Regions from separate parts of the Sus scrofa genome. Here region 2 is linked to region 1. A link is a contact called in public Hi-C data. All regions are on one chromosome and are shown on one strand. Each heading gives the region's core, a stretch centred on a gene start, on an enhancer-like site or on the middle of the called end of the contact. The rest is flanking DNA. Distances are from core to core; before and after follow the strand shown.

Region 1 (7,239 bases), core at 1,495-3,994:
TCTGGCCTCTCTCCAATTCTGCCATTACAGATTCACCTGCTTAACCCATAATATATATAATTCCTTCTCCTCGCGCCCGCCTCCCCGAGGCCGCGCACACGGGTGACCGCTCAGCCAGCACATTTACTGGGCGAGCGAGGGTAACGACCAGGTGCTGCCGTTGACCAGCTCAGAAATCTTCAGGCCATTCCAAGAGCACGGTCTCCCGGCTGTGATTCATGATCTGGGTGATTTCTGACCCGTTGCAGCTGCAGGATGGAACGAGGGCTCGGCCAGAAGACAGATGCTCTAAATCTTGATTGAATGATACTCTTGGAAGGTGGACAGTGGCACCTTATCACAGCTTCCCAACTTTCCACAGCCCACACAGACCCACTCATGCCATCACCCTGAGTCTCCCAGGATTTTATCTCTCGGGAATGCAGTAAATGGCAGAATTGGAGGGAGCCTCTGAGTCACACAGCACACCAGTGTTACAATTAGCACTCAGGTGATGCTTGTGGTCTGTGGTCGGGCAGGTTGAAGAACAGTACTTTAAAACCAAACTCTAAAAAAGGCAGGGCGGTGAGTTCCCATTGTGGTTCAGGGGATTAGGAATCCAACTAGTATCCTCGAGAATGCAGGTTTGATCCACAGCCTTGCTCTGCGGGCTAAGGATCTGGCGTTGCTGTGAGCTGCGGCATAGGTCGCAGATGCAGGTTGGATCCCGCATTGCTGTGGCTGTGGCGTAGGCCTCAGCTGCAGCTCTGATTCAACCCTAGCCTGAGAACTTCCATGTGCTGCAGGTGCAGCCCTAAAAAGGAAAAAAAAATTAAAACATTAAAAAAAATAAAAGTGTCATGATGAAGAGCTGGAAATGGCCGAGCTAAGATACCCGAGCAAAGAGGATGAAGCTAAACTTCCCAGAAATTCAGGTCAACAAGTCAACACGGATTGATTGACGTTCGCAGTGTCCAAGGGGGTATTTTGTGCAGTCCTTGCCTTGGGACTGTCAAGAAATGTGTCTCCCCTTTCCCCTCTTCCTGCCGTTTCTCTGAACCACATACTGGGTAGAATATTTGTCCTTGGGAAAAATAAACAACCACAGCAGCCAAAGAAAGGGCGAATTACTGCCAGCCACTTGAAACCTTCAGTTTTGAAAATAGATTGTGGGGACCAGCCTTTGCAACTCCCCTCCCTACACCCCCTCCAAAGGCACACATCTGAAGCCTTGGGAAACTATTTGAAGCTTAGAGGTCCAGGTCAAGTTTAATACCCGAGTCGCTAAGGACCCTGGGAGGCCTTTGCTTTTCACTGTTGAGTTTGCGAGCGTCACTCAGTCTGGGAGTCAGGGAATGCCCTTGGAATACCGCCTGGATGCTTGATGAATAAGTACGTAGGGTCAAAAATAATGGCTTATTTGAATTTGATACTGTGGTGAGCAAAATTTAAATAAGACAATTCCTATAGCTGGATCCAGGATGATCTAAAGGAACCATGTGCTTCTGACAGATGTACCTATGCATACAGCGTCTCTGCTGCATATTACCTGCAATGCTGCCTTTCTTCTCATCTCCGAATGTTACTGTCTTTGTGTTTCAGGAGGGACCACCGTGCTGACCACAGAGAAGCCAACCATCATAGACAGCACTATACAATCAGGTACCAAATACAAGGGAAAAGTGGTCCATTTCCCTCGTACCTGTCTTCTCCCCCTGAAATAGCGCATCCCCACTCCTGTCAGTTCCCATTCCCCTCAAAGTCCTAGCAGAGGTGCCACCAGCATCTGGTCCCCAAGCAGGAGTCTTCGACACCGCCTTCCTTCCATCCACATGTATGTGCAACAGGAAGCGCGATTTCCTTCTCCATCACTCACTGCCAAATGGTGACAATCCCCGCTCTCCTCGGAAGGAACTGAGGAACATACTTTGTTTAAACGCTGCACATCTAGGACCCGGACTGTGTTTGCAAACTCAGGAGAAGGAAATCTCCCAGGCAGCAGCCTGCCTATTTATTCTCATCGCCACTCTGCAAATCCCAGACAGGCGAAGTTTGTCAGTTTTGCCTGCCACGGAGTTGGCAGTTTTACAGCTGCGTTTCCAGTGGGCGGGTCATGGGAAGGGGTGCAGGAAACCAGAGCTGGCACTGCACCAGGAGAGGCGCATCTTCGGGAAGGGCACCTCCGAAGCCTTTTATTCATAGAGCCCCGTGATGCCTTTTAGAGCCCCCGGGTTGCTGTTGATCAGGGCCCGGCCACAGGGGAACGGGGGCCTCCCCCTCACTCTCTTGTATTTTGTTAGTATGTTTTGAAAGTCTTCCCCACCGACACACACGAGGGAAACAGTCCGTATAAGCAAACAGAGGTTTTACATACTTTAAAGTTAATCGTTGCACTGAGGTGAACAGGTCTGCTCACCAGCTTCTCCCACTTCCTCTCTCGAAGTGCACTCAACCTTGGCCTCCATGGTCACTTATTAATGGGGCATGTGGTGTACATCAGTGTTTCCTCAACAGCAGCCCCTCCCCAGCCAGCAGAAGGCAGAAAGGACCGCTCTAATTAGCATCCTTCCTTAAAGGGTGCTGTCACTCTCAACCTGATTAAACTGCAAAATAAACCTCCCTTTGGTGGAACTTAACCCCAGGTTGCCCTGGGGTGTGCTCAGAGTGGCCGGAATCCCTGCTACCACTCAGCTCAAACAGGCCCAAATACTGAAGGTGAGAGAGGAAAATAGTGTGCGCGCCTCGATTCTGACAATGCAGAGGCCCCGCCCACATCTCTGCAGGTTATAAAACGTGGCCTTCAGGGATTGGCTGACCATCCAGGCCTCCTGGGTGGACCTGCCTCTTGCTTGCTTCCTGTCTTTCCCCCTGGAAATTCCCGGTTTCCTTTTCACCCTCAGCCCCATCAGATTGGTTTTCTGGGGGGAACTGCCTGCAGCCTCTCTCTGACCCTCTGTCACAGGGAAGAAGGGTGAAGTGAACAAGCAAAGTTCTAATAATGTAACAAATATTTTCGCTCTTGCTGTAGTTTTTCTTCTTGCCAAATAGTTCATTACAACCACTAGGAAGTTGCCAGCTAGCTTGTACAACAGCCTTGACAAAAATGGAAAGGTATATCAGATCCCCAAACAGGCTAACTCTCCCTCAGTGTCAGAGGTCTGAAATATCCGAGCAGGAAGAGCAGGAACAGCATTGTGAACTTTTGACTTGTGCAAGAGTTCAAGGCCACTGGCATAAGGGCTTCACAGAGGAGCCGTGGTCCAAGGGCAGAGGTACTACCATCTGAACAAATTTGTGTCAAACTATCCTGAGCCCAAGCTCATACTGCTCATCCCTTGGCAGGCTAATAAACCAAGAGGCAAAGTGTTGGGACAAGGAATCGTGACTTTATTCAGAAAGCCAGCAGACAGAGACGGTGGACTAGTGTCCAAAGAACCATGTTTCTCCCAGTTAGAACTCAAACTTCTTTTATACCAAAAGGGAAAGGGATGTAGCTGGTGGTTGCAAACGTCTTAGTACAGGAATCCTTTGTTCTTGCAGCGTCCACATAAGTCTGATCATAATATTCCTATAAACCTCCAACAAGACCATTGTTATTTTCTGATCTGCACCTTTTTTTCACTATATGTGTTACACCTTTCAAGGTCAGCCTTGAGAATGGGCTGTTCTGTGAATTTCAGGCTATAGGCAGCATTCTTTTATAAAAGGTGCAGAGCCAGCATGCCCAAGCACAGGCAGCATACCAACAAGGGCTGGAGCTAAAGGGATAGATCCAAAACGGAGTCAGGTTTGTTATTCTCTGATGCAGAACCACAGGGCTTACCAGTAGGGGTGGTCTGGCTCACAGTCACCCCAGAGCCCTTTCCAGCTCAGCTTGGTTTCCTATTTTCCATTGCCCGAGTCATGAATCTGGTTCCCAAGGTCTTCATTTGTGAGTAGTGAACTGTCTGACTTCTTTGAGGAGTTCTGTTCACTGTCACCTCCTGGCTAAGCCAATGCTTAGGACTTGAGTGTGTGTGGAGTCAGAGGCCAGGTCTGACTGAGGTGTTCACCCCGTGGAGAACAGTACCCACCTGCTGATACCTGGATCCCCCCTATCCTGCAGGCACCTTGACAAGCAGCAGCAAATCAGACCCTAAATTGTCCTCATCATCTGACTTGCTGAAGCCACTAGAGACTCAATCAGAATCTGAAGATTTCACATTGAGGATTCTTCTCAATATATTATATATACGGGGCATGTAGTATATATATAACATTATAGGGGGCATATAATATTCATATACAGTCTGGGTTGTACTTAGATGCATAAAAGTCTGTTGATGCTCTGCCAGGAACTGATGAGAAGCCCTGCATTTTAAATCAAGCTCTGCCTGGTGGGTGAAGCCTCTTGCCTTCCAAGGATCCTCAAACATTCCATGGAATAGTTCAGAGTCCGTGTGTGACCTCTGGTGACATGGACCTGGGCACCTCCACGTATTCCCCCTGAAAGACCAGCCTATGAGTAAGCGAGCACACATACTCCGTAGAAGTTCTAAAGACCAGATTTGAAAATCAAATCCTTGTGCATATACAGTGCTAATGATCTAATTGCAGGCAAGCTAGATCCACCAGGCACAGCCAGTTCTGGCTCACAGCAGCTATCAATTTGTTTTAAGTTCAGAATATTGTTTCCTGCTATTTTTAAGAGTCAAGAGGGGATTTAGCCAGATTATTCCCAATGAATTTAATGAGAACTGTGCAGCCACAGGGCCTGGGTACTCTTTTGAAGATTGAAAGGTCACACACACGTAGTCCTGTATATTCATTTCATTGCTCTTTTCTCTTTTCTTCTCTGCCTATCTCCCCCCCCCCCTTCTAGAAATGTTTGTGTGTATTTTCAGTTTTCAGTAGTCTTTTTAGCCAGGCTTGAATCTTCAGCTGTGAGCTACTCTGACTCCACCCCTGTCTCCACAAAAGACACTGATTTTTTAAAAAAATTATTTTAATTTAACAAGATTGCCATAAATTATATGATTGGAACAAGGAAATAAACGAGTGGTGAAATACAAAAAGTTAGAGCAGATCATCATGTTAAATTTATAGATTGGAAAGAAGCAGTAGAAGGTAAAGCCTGATTTCCATTCACTGGAGCAGGAGAAATGCCTGAATTCCTCCTTCAGGCAAAGCTGTCCTCTGTCCTGGCCATTACAAAAATACCCAAGTTCACATACTTTATGATATCACCAGAAGAGTAATAGCCAACTCATGGATGGTGTGGTTTTCTATAAATTATATAATAAATTCAATGTATTGACAAGGCCAATATAACCAGAAATGTGTATGCCGTAATGGCCCACTGCCCTCCTCTTTGTACATGTCCTATAAATGACATTTAAGGAGCAAACCCCAAACCACACACGTAGTCGCATTTTCCAATATTAACATTCTCTAATATGAGATTACACAACACCACATTCCGGGACCATGGGTGTTGACATCCAGAGTTCAACCATTCTTCAGTGTCCAGCTGACCACACTTCATCTCCTGGATTCAGTCTTGCTGCACAGAAGGGGAGCAGATTTTGGAGAGGGTTTCTCACGCTTTCAAAAGTCCTATTTTACGGTTATGATGGACTAGACATGGAGTATATCTCTCCAGTGACACTATTGCTGTGAAATACAGCCCTTTGCACTAACTGAAAATGCTCACATTATGCACATCAGGTGGCTTTGCTGGGTTTCCCTTCCCCAGCTGGCCTTGTGAACCCTTTGGTGGGTCACACTGTCATTGGGAGGGAGAATCCATCCTGCTAGATTTTGATCATGCATATCGTGCGCCTTCCTTCCAAGTTTCACATTAGCATTTGAAAAGAGTTCCTCGGAAACCGAGAAGGCAAAGTAAATCATCCTTATCTGTTCAATACATCTTTCCATTGAAACCCCCCTCCCCCGCCATTGTCGGGGTTGGGGAGGGGCAGTGGAACCCAGGCTCCAGAAGAAAGCAAGATCTTTGTGTTAAACACTTAGACGAAGTTAAAGAAAAGATCAAAACGAGTTAGGCTTCTCAACCTGATGCTAATACAGCTTATAATACATACTTCCCTTACTGTACAGGGAGATTGTTTGGAGACTTATTCTTTAGATCAGTTGGCAAGCTGCCCTGGGCACCTTTGTCCCCGTTTCAATGCTGCCATCTCGTGGACGCCTGAACTCAGTGAAAAGCATGACCCTCCCTCATTAGAGAAAACAGCCACTGTCATGTGTTTATTTTATGGATGGAAGAGTGGGACCGACAGGAGCCGGAGAATTTTATCTTTAGGATTATTTTCATTGTTAGCTCAAGTTTACCCCCCAAAATTCCCAGCATCAAAGACTTCATTTTCCCCATCCTTAAAAAATTAAGCTACTTTCCCAAAAAGGGAGTTCAGTAAAAAATAAGGCTATAGAGGTTGCATAAAAATCTCACAATCAAATAGCACCTTGTAGGTAGAACACAAAAGGCAAATCATTCCTGAGAAGCCATTCATAATTTCTTCTTAGATTCCAAAGGAAGCATTTAGAAGGTTAAAAAAAAAAATACAAATGGGTACCTATTCAAATATGCTCTGGCTTTACTGGACCTTGCATTGAGGTTTTAAGTGGAGTGAACAATTTCTATGCAAATCTGAAAATTCACTTGAAAAGCAGAGACTTACACTTGAAATTAATTGACCTGATATAAAGCACAGAAGTAAAAAATAATCTCATGAAATGCTTCAGTGATCTGACAGTAAAATCCTGGAGCCTATGCTGGTGTGGCGAGAATACAGATAACCTCCAGGGTGAGATATTCAGCCAAGTCACGTTTCTAGATTTTTGAGGTTCACGGGTCAGTCTCTAATTAAGATTCTTTTCGTTGGTGGATATCAGTTTATATGACTCATCCTCAAGAACAGACCATCTTTCATATTAAATATTGTGGAAACGGGGCGAATGCTGCAGATGTCACAGGCAAGCTTTGCAAGGGAACCTTCCTGGAAGTTTTATGTAAAACCCAAGTTGACAGGCAGTCCATAATCTTTTGGGAGCTGGGTTTAAAAAAAAAAAAAATTACTAAATGTGATTTTGCAAACCTTTTGACATCTCCATGCATCTTTTGAGTTTCCTGGTAACGTTGGATTTTTGGATTTCCCAGAATTTAAACAGATATTAAGTTACATAAATCATGCTTTCCATAAACAAATTAAGGGCCTTTCTGACCTAAATCATTAAATCTGTCTTCCTCTGCTTGTCTCCATT
Region 2 (7,239 bases), core at 2,804-5,303, 110 kb before region 1:
ATGGGAGTTATAATTGCACCTCTGTCATTCACTCCCAGCTGTGAGACAAGGCACAGGTCCTCCGGGCGGGGTTGCAATCGATGAATGGCTTGGTTACGGCACCATCAATACCCTGGTTTTGACAGTGGTAACCAGGACAGCTCGGGAAGACGTAACCACATCAGGGGCTGCGTCAACCTCAACACCGCTTCAATTAATCTTTTTCCTCCTCTTTCTGAAGAAAACAAAACGCTTTCCTTCCTCCACCCATCTCAAGAACACAGTGTGGAGGAGATAACGTAGGTGGACCTGTCTTAGGAATACAAGAGAAATACTTTAAATAAAGCCTAGGTATTACTCTAACAGGAAGTGCATCCGCAGGTTTTGCTCCTTAAAATAAATCAGACTGTAAACAATAACGTCTGCATCCTTGGGAAGGAGACGCTTATAAATATTTCAAGAGCACTGCACAAATCCACAGCAGAGATGGTATCTCATGCTCAGCTCGTACTCAGCCAATGAGAATTCCTGCATGTTCTTACAATAAGTTGGCTGAGGGTATGTGTGTTATCATTGCAGCCTTCTAAAAATCTAGGTGAGTGGAGTTTCTGGAAAATTCATGGATGATGCTGTGTCAGTGTCACAAACTTGATAGTAGCATTAATGGCCTGTAAAAAGTCATCATTTGCGCAGGGGTTGCCTGAGGACTTAGTATATTCAGTGCAACCAAATGGAAAGCCAGCCCATGCTCTTAGGTGGGAGCCAAGGTAAGGATGCTTGTTACAACCGCGGTGACCGTTCTTCCCAATCAGTGAAACCAAATAGTGCCATCATCATATATGTGTCCAGAAAGGGGAAACTACATGGATTTTTGTATTATAAGTTCATAAAGAGCAAATAACAAATGCTGGAGAGGGCGTGGAGAAAAGGGAACTCTCCTGCAGTTAGTGGTCATGTAAATTGGTGCAACTCCTATGGAAAATGGTATGGAGGTTCCTCAGAAAACTAAAAATATAACTACCCTAGGATCCAGAAATCCCACTCCTGGGCAGATCTGGAAAAGCTCTAATTCAAAAAGATACATGCATCCCTATGTTCTTAGCGACACTATTCTAGCAGCACTATTCACAATAGCAGAGACGTGAAAACAACATAAATGTCCATCGACAGATAAATGGATTAAGAAGATGTGATACGTATACGCAATGCCATATTGCTCAGCCATAACAAGAACAAAATAATGCCATTTCCATCAACATAGGTACAACTAGAGATTCTCATACTAAGTGAAGTGAGAAGGAGAGACAAATTCCATACGATATCACTTACATGTGGGATCTGAAATATGGCGCAGATGAACCTATCTCCAGAACAGGAATGGACTCACAGACATAGAGAACGGACTTGTGGTTGCCAAGGGGGAGGCAGAGGGCGTAGGATGGACGGAGGGAGTCCAGAGTTAGTAGGTGCAAACTGTCACATTTAGAATGGATAACAACAAGGTCCTACTCTATAGCACAGGGAACTATATCCAATGTCCTGGGATAGACCACGATGGAAAATAATATATAAAAAGAGTGTGTGTGTGTGTGTGTGTGTGTGTGTATGACAGAGTCACTTTGCTATACAGCATGAATTGGCACAACAATGTAAATCAACTATACTTTAATTTTTAAAAATTGTAGGAGTTCCCATCGTGGCTCAGCAGAAAAGAATCTGATTAGTATCCATGAGGACGCAGGTTTGATCCCTGGCCTCGCTCAGTGGGTTAGGGATCCGGCGTTGCCATGAGATGTGATGTAGGTTGCAGGTGCGGCTTGAATCTGGCATTGCTGTGGCTGTGGCATAGGCTGGTGGCTACAGCTCCGATTCAACCCTGGGAACATCCGTATCCCTCGGGTGTGGCCCTCAAAAGACAAAAATAAAAAAAGTGCAGGGAAAAGCAGCTGGCAAAATAAATGTTTTTAAACTGACGGGCCCTCCTCGCCTTCCCTCTTCCCTCCGTTTCTGGCACCCTCGGCCCCTTCCCTCTGCCATCTCCCTCCCCCACGTCTGGTTGGGACCAGTTTGCCAAAAGCGATGGGGGTGGTTTTCAGTAGCCTCCGTTAAAAGACAAAAACAAAAAACCACCTCCCAGGAAGGCCTTTAGCATGATAGCTGAGAAGAAGTTATTATTTTAGCCCCTTCTCCCCTCCTCACCCTCCAGAATGGCCTGATGTGATAAAATTATATCTGCAGCCTCTCAAGTCCCCCCAGCACTGTTCTCTTTTGATATGACCACTGCTGTGTGTGTGGCCGGGAGCTCAGCGTTCCTTCTTGTGCGACCATGTGGGTGTTCTGGGTCAAACAGATTCTTTCGGACTGGGCAGTCATGAGTGCAAAAAAAAATGTCCTTGGACCTGTTACCCTCCACACGAATCGTTCACCTCTCTCTCCCTTTCCTGTAACTGCCAAGGGCTTCGTATGTGGCACCTGCAGCCCAGGACTTATTTCCTTGACCCTTCTCAGCCTAGTTTCTGTCCCCTCCGCTAGACTGACTCGTTTGCTCAAATGTTAGATGGCACTTCCTCTTCGCACGCCCCACACCCCTGGCCTTCGCTTGCCCCGAATTTCTTCAGCCTTGGCACCACACCATCGCAACCCGAAAGCTTTCTTCTCTCCTGCAGTTCATGCCGCTGCACCATCTTGGTTTTATCTCCACATCTCTGACCACTTCCCTTTTTGACCGGTTTCTCTTTTCCTCCAACATTCAAATACAGGCCTTTGCCAAGGTCTTGCCTTTGCCCCAGATATCTTCTCCCTGAATTGCCTTTTGGAGCCACTCTACTCAGACGATACCCAAATTTCAGCCCATTCCAATGTGGCCTAAGCATTGGACTTAAACGTCCAACTTCTTTCTAGGTGATCTTGACTGGCCTCACCCAGTGCGTTCCCTGTAACAGCTGCTCATTTAATATTTGCTGAACTGAACTGGCCAACTGACATCCAGCGCAGGTGTTTATCTAGCCCAGAAGAACCAAACCCGGGCAAAGATCTAACTTAATTGGACTCTGAACATGCACACTTAGGCTTCTCATCCAGGTGGTAAACCCTTCCTCTTCTTGGGTAGCAGAGTCAAACTTATATTTTTGCTCCTAAAAACTCTTTTGAGAAGCCTAGAATTTCTCCATGAGAGTAGCTTTAGCCAAATCTCAAAAAAAAAAAAAAAAAAAATTTAAAAAATGCAGAGGTGCAGTTGCCGGAAAGCTCTTCTTTCTGCTTCCCCGTCCCTTCCATAATCTGTTTTGGAGTCAGAGGCATAAAACATATTAATATTGTAGGCCTATGTCCGGATTGCTGAGTTGTTCTGACATTCCCCACAACTCTTGGGACTTTGTGTCACAACTCTGTAAACGTTGTCTATTGAAGATTCATATCTGGGCTCGTATCCAAACTACCTTTACATAAATTTCACACAAATAATTTAGAGCCTCCTTCCATTCCAGCTGGCAGCCCCAGTAACTGCACATGTTAAGGTCACAGCAGGCTTGCTGGGGAAGATGTTGACCATGAACTTCTCTCTTAGAGAGGGCAACACGGGATGCTTCCCATGCACAGGGGTGTAGACATGTTTGTCCAGGTCACCATGTGAAAACCCAGTCCTGTGTCTTGGAGCAACCCCAGAAAGAGGCTGTCCTGGAAGGGGGTCCGGCTGAGGCAGCCCAGGGTGTTTCCCGAAGTGGACCGGGAGGGTCTCAGCTGTTCCCCTGGCTCACACCTCTCTCACCATGACACTCTTTCCTAAGGGTTTCTCAACACTACGTGTCACCATGGGCAAGCGTCAACCCAAGAGGAAGGGACAAAGCGGTCACGGGTGCCCAGCCACCCCCATCACAGCAAGCACCCCAGCCACCGTAGCTCGTGTCCACATTTCTTCCAGCTTCTTGATGCCACCACCTTGCCCAAGTTCTCTGGGGGATTTCTGGATGTTTCTGTTATATCTCTAGGGTGGAAACCCAGGGCACCCCCTCCCTGTCAAATCTCGAGTTTTTCTGCAGCCAAAGAACAGAATGACTCAGGTGATAAGCGCTTGTGTTTCCTTGGGGGAGGAGCCATGAGCAGGGGCCGAGCTATCATGCCCTCAGCTTGTTCCCTTTGGACCCGTCCTGTGTCCTCATGCTCACAGTCCCCTCGGGGCGGTGGGGGGGGGGCTGGCTTTGTTAATGGTGTGGCCTTCATGGATGATGCCTCTAGGAACCCATTGCATCCTGAGTTCTTGGAGGGACTTGGCCTCTAAGTAGCTCTGGGCTTAAGTGCTTAAACTTTTTGCATCTGAATTTCCTCGTCTGTGAGATGGGAAGTGTGGGCTCTGAACTCCGAACCCCTTTGCCTCTCATCTAACAGGACTCAGCTTGTGCAGGGGATTCCTGGTGCCACAAAAGCAAAATCCAAAGACGTCCTTTCGGTCCTGAACCCCGAGCCTTTCTTTGGTTTCGACAAGACCTCTTCAACGCCCTGACTCTTTCCTTCTTTCTTAAATCTCAGCTACCCCAGCTCAGTCCGGACCCTCCCTGCCTTTCGCAACACAGCTTCTGCCTGCTCTTTTTTTCACCAAGACAAGTTTATGTCTGTTTTCTGCCCGTAAATTTTATCAGACATTTTAAAACTCTATTCTGGCAACATTTCTTCCAAGGAATTGTTCGCCTCTTCACCTAGACTGTAATCTTACCCATGAACAGGCCTGTTTTACCTAATCAGTGATTGGAAGGAACCAGGAATGTGACCCTTTGAAACACTTTTTTCTTGTTCTACTGTTGCTGACAGTAATACTCACAGGCAGTGGAAATTCTGTGTAGGAATGAGTTGTTTGTTCTTGAAACTAGATGAGCCACAGGCCAAGTTGGAAATGTAATTTAACTGCCGTCGATACCCTCAGCATTAACCTAAACTCAGGTTTGATCACTGACACAGAAGTAGCTTTTACCTTATCGTTTTGTTCAACATAGCTTGTTAAAATTAGGTGGTAAAGAACAGAAATTGCATTGGCAAAAGTACAAAGGAATGACAACAGCGATTTTGTTCATGAATCCCACCTCACTCTATCTCTCAACGGCAGTGTAAGCTATGTAATAAGCCATGTATCTGTTTGTAAAACAGTCTTGAATTAAGGCGCTTATTCAAATGCCATTGTAAAAATAATTTTCTGAAATTGTGGTCTATCAACAGGAGATAAGATGGCACTTTGCTATCGCCTGCTGAGGCCCATTATGAATATTCTATTTCAGCAGCAAATCACACTGTAAATACAATGTTCAGATTCATTTATTCCCACAATAGCATTTTTGCAAAGGTGCAATTTCATAATTTGACTTTGCATTGAGAGCACATCATCATTTCCAAGCTCTTTTAAGCACTGGTTAATTCACACATCCTTGGGAGATTGTTTATTTGTACCAGACCCATTTTAGAGTGAAATCACCCAAATGTATAAAAACAAGGCCACTTGCCAAAAGCGGAACAGGGACAGCAATGTGGCTAAAACTCCGATGTGCTTCCTTTCCTTAGCACATCCGACCAGGCACGTCTGAACACCTTAAACACAGATGTGCTACCCATGAGGAAGGAATGTCATTCAAGTCATTCAGGGTGCAAATGTAAACATGTATAAACAGGACCCAAAATGAATGAACGTATGCATTGTACTTTTCTCCTCTGTTTGGTCCTTCTGAGCCATATTTGTGTTAAAGCAAATGATCAATGGCGGACTAACGTCTGAAGTTATTTAGCTAATTCCCAGGGTTCATTGGAAAATGTCTAGTATTTCTAAACACCGTCCTAAAAAAAGAACTTGAACTGTCCACCCCCATTATTTTTGTCATTCCAGCCTTCCTGGCCCTGACCTTGAGATTTAAACTATTCATGTTTCTTATCAATGTTGTTTGAGGGTTTGGTTTAGGTATTGATTACACAGGCACTGGAGATCGATAGTGAACACGGGTTCACTGTTCAACATTCATCACGAGTAGACTTGGGAAAAAAACACACAGGGTCATCAGTTCAGAAACTCACCAACTTGAAAGGTGGGATAAAGTCAGGCACTTTGTGAAACATGGTTTACTTGGACACCAGAACGCTTCCTCTGAGACTTCAACTGTTGCCTGCTACCTCATTCATTCGTTCACTCATTCGCTGTGTACGCATCACCTAGGATGTGCCAGTGACCTACATTCCAGGAAGACAGTGCTAACACTGGAGCTGCCACGTCAGGAGGGTCCTCTGTGCCCTCTGTGCCTTCCCAGCTTGCAAATCCCTCATTATCTTCCCCTGCAGGTCCAAGACAGGCCCCCTTGGGACCTGGCTCTCGCTCCAAACAAGATGCATATAGAAAACGTCTGGCTGAGGCAACTCTTGGCTGAGCATCAAGTTTGTTCTTGGCGCTGATGCTCTAGGCTTGGAACCCTCAGCTGGGGCTCCCAGACCCTCTGTGATTCAGCCCCCGGCTGGGCTGCTCTTGTTTCCCAGGTTCACTCAAGCTCCCGCCCTGCATACTTGACTTGCGGTTGCCTACTCTCCATGCCTGGCCCTGGCTATTCTAACCTCAGATCATGCCCTCTTTGCCTGTAATTACTGGTCCCAGTCAACTCCGTTTCACCCTCCAGCAGGCCTTGAGTGACAGACCTCAGGAAGCGTTAGGCTTAGAAGGAGTGAGCACATGGTTTCTAAAGCTTCCCAGGATGGTCTGGGGTTGCTTCCGAATATATGTTTGCCAGAAGCCAGGTTGGCAGAGCAGCTTGGGATATGGCCTCTGAGTGATTCATATTAGGAATCTCGGTGAGAACGAAACACAGTCAGCTGTGGCTTTTTGGAGTTGGTTTATAGCCCCAGCAGCCATTTTACTGGCTCTGCACATGGAATAAATTCAACAGAAAGAGTAGAAAGAAACGGGATCTTTCCTACCTCATACCCCTAGCCAGGGTATAAGCGTAATTCCTCACCAAAAATATTAATGACTAAGTGAATGGGTAGATGCTTCTTCTCATTATTCCATCTTCATCTCCTCCCAGGAAAAGTCCCCATCACTCCTCCTTGAATGGAAGTGGCAGGGGAAACAGAAAGAAAGGCTTCCTCAAGGAGACTTTGACAGAACTTGCCCAGGGATAGGATTCAAGGGGAGCTGGAGACAGGGATGTTGAAGAGTAAATGTCTCCATCTTCGGGTCTGGAAAAACAGTGGTACCAGGAACGTCAATAGTAAAAAACCCAGACTGTAGGTCCCACCTCA

What was found. A called contact is a pair of places that touch in the nucleus more often than the background predicts.
Region 2: a Hi-C map of fetal liver shows a contact between it and region 1, with 2.5 times the contacts expected there. The contact joins two enhancer-like sites. A contact is called at or near these places in 6 of 47 Hi-C or Micro-C datasets (brain, embryonic fibroblasts, fetal liver and 2 more) and 2 of 2 datasets of contacts at active chromatin or transcription factors (alveolar macrophages and skeletal muscle).

What each region holds. Positions count from the first base shown.
Region 1 is chr10:56,294,061-56,301,299 of Sscrofa11.1, reverse strand. NRP1 (neuropilin-1) reads left to right here. Exons shown (of 18, transcript XM_021064971.1): 13 at 1,582-1,641. Among named protein-coding and RNA genes, the nearest start is that of NRP1, 130 kb to the left of the region's middle. Within about 2 kb of position 2,744, at least 9 of the 83 cell types and tissues checked have an H3K27ac peak or open chromatin away from gene starts, as enhancers often do. A contact at or near this core is called in fetal liver and liver, where this site is marked.
Region 2 is chr10:56,407,100-56,414,338 of Sscrofa11.1, reverse strand. The region is part of intron 3 of NRP1 (neuropilin-1); the gene reads left to right. Among named protein-coding and RNA genes, the nearest start is that of NRP1, 20 kb to the left of the region's middle. Within about 2 kb of position 4,053, at least 18 of the 83 cell types and tissues checked have an H3K27ac peak or open chromatin away from gene starts, as enhancers often do. A contact at or near this core is called in fetal liver and liver, where this site is marked.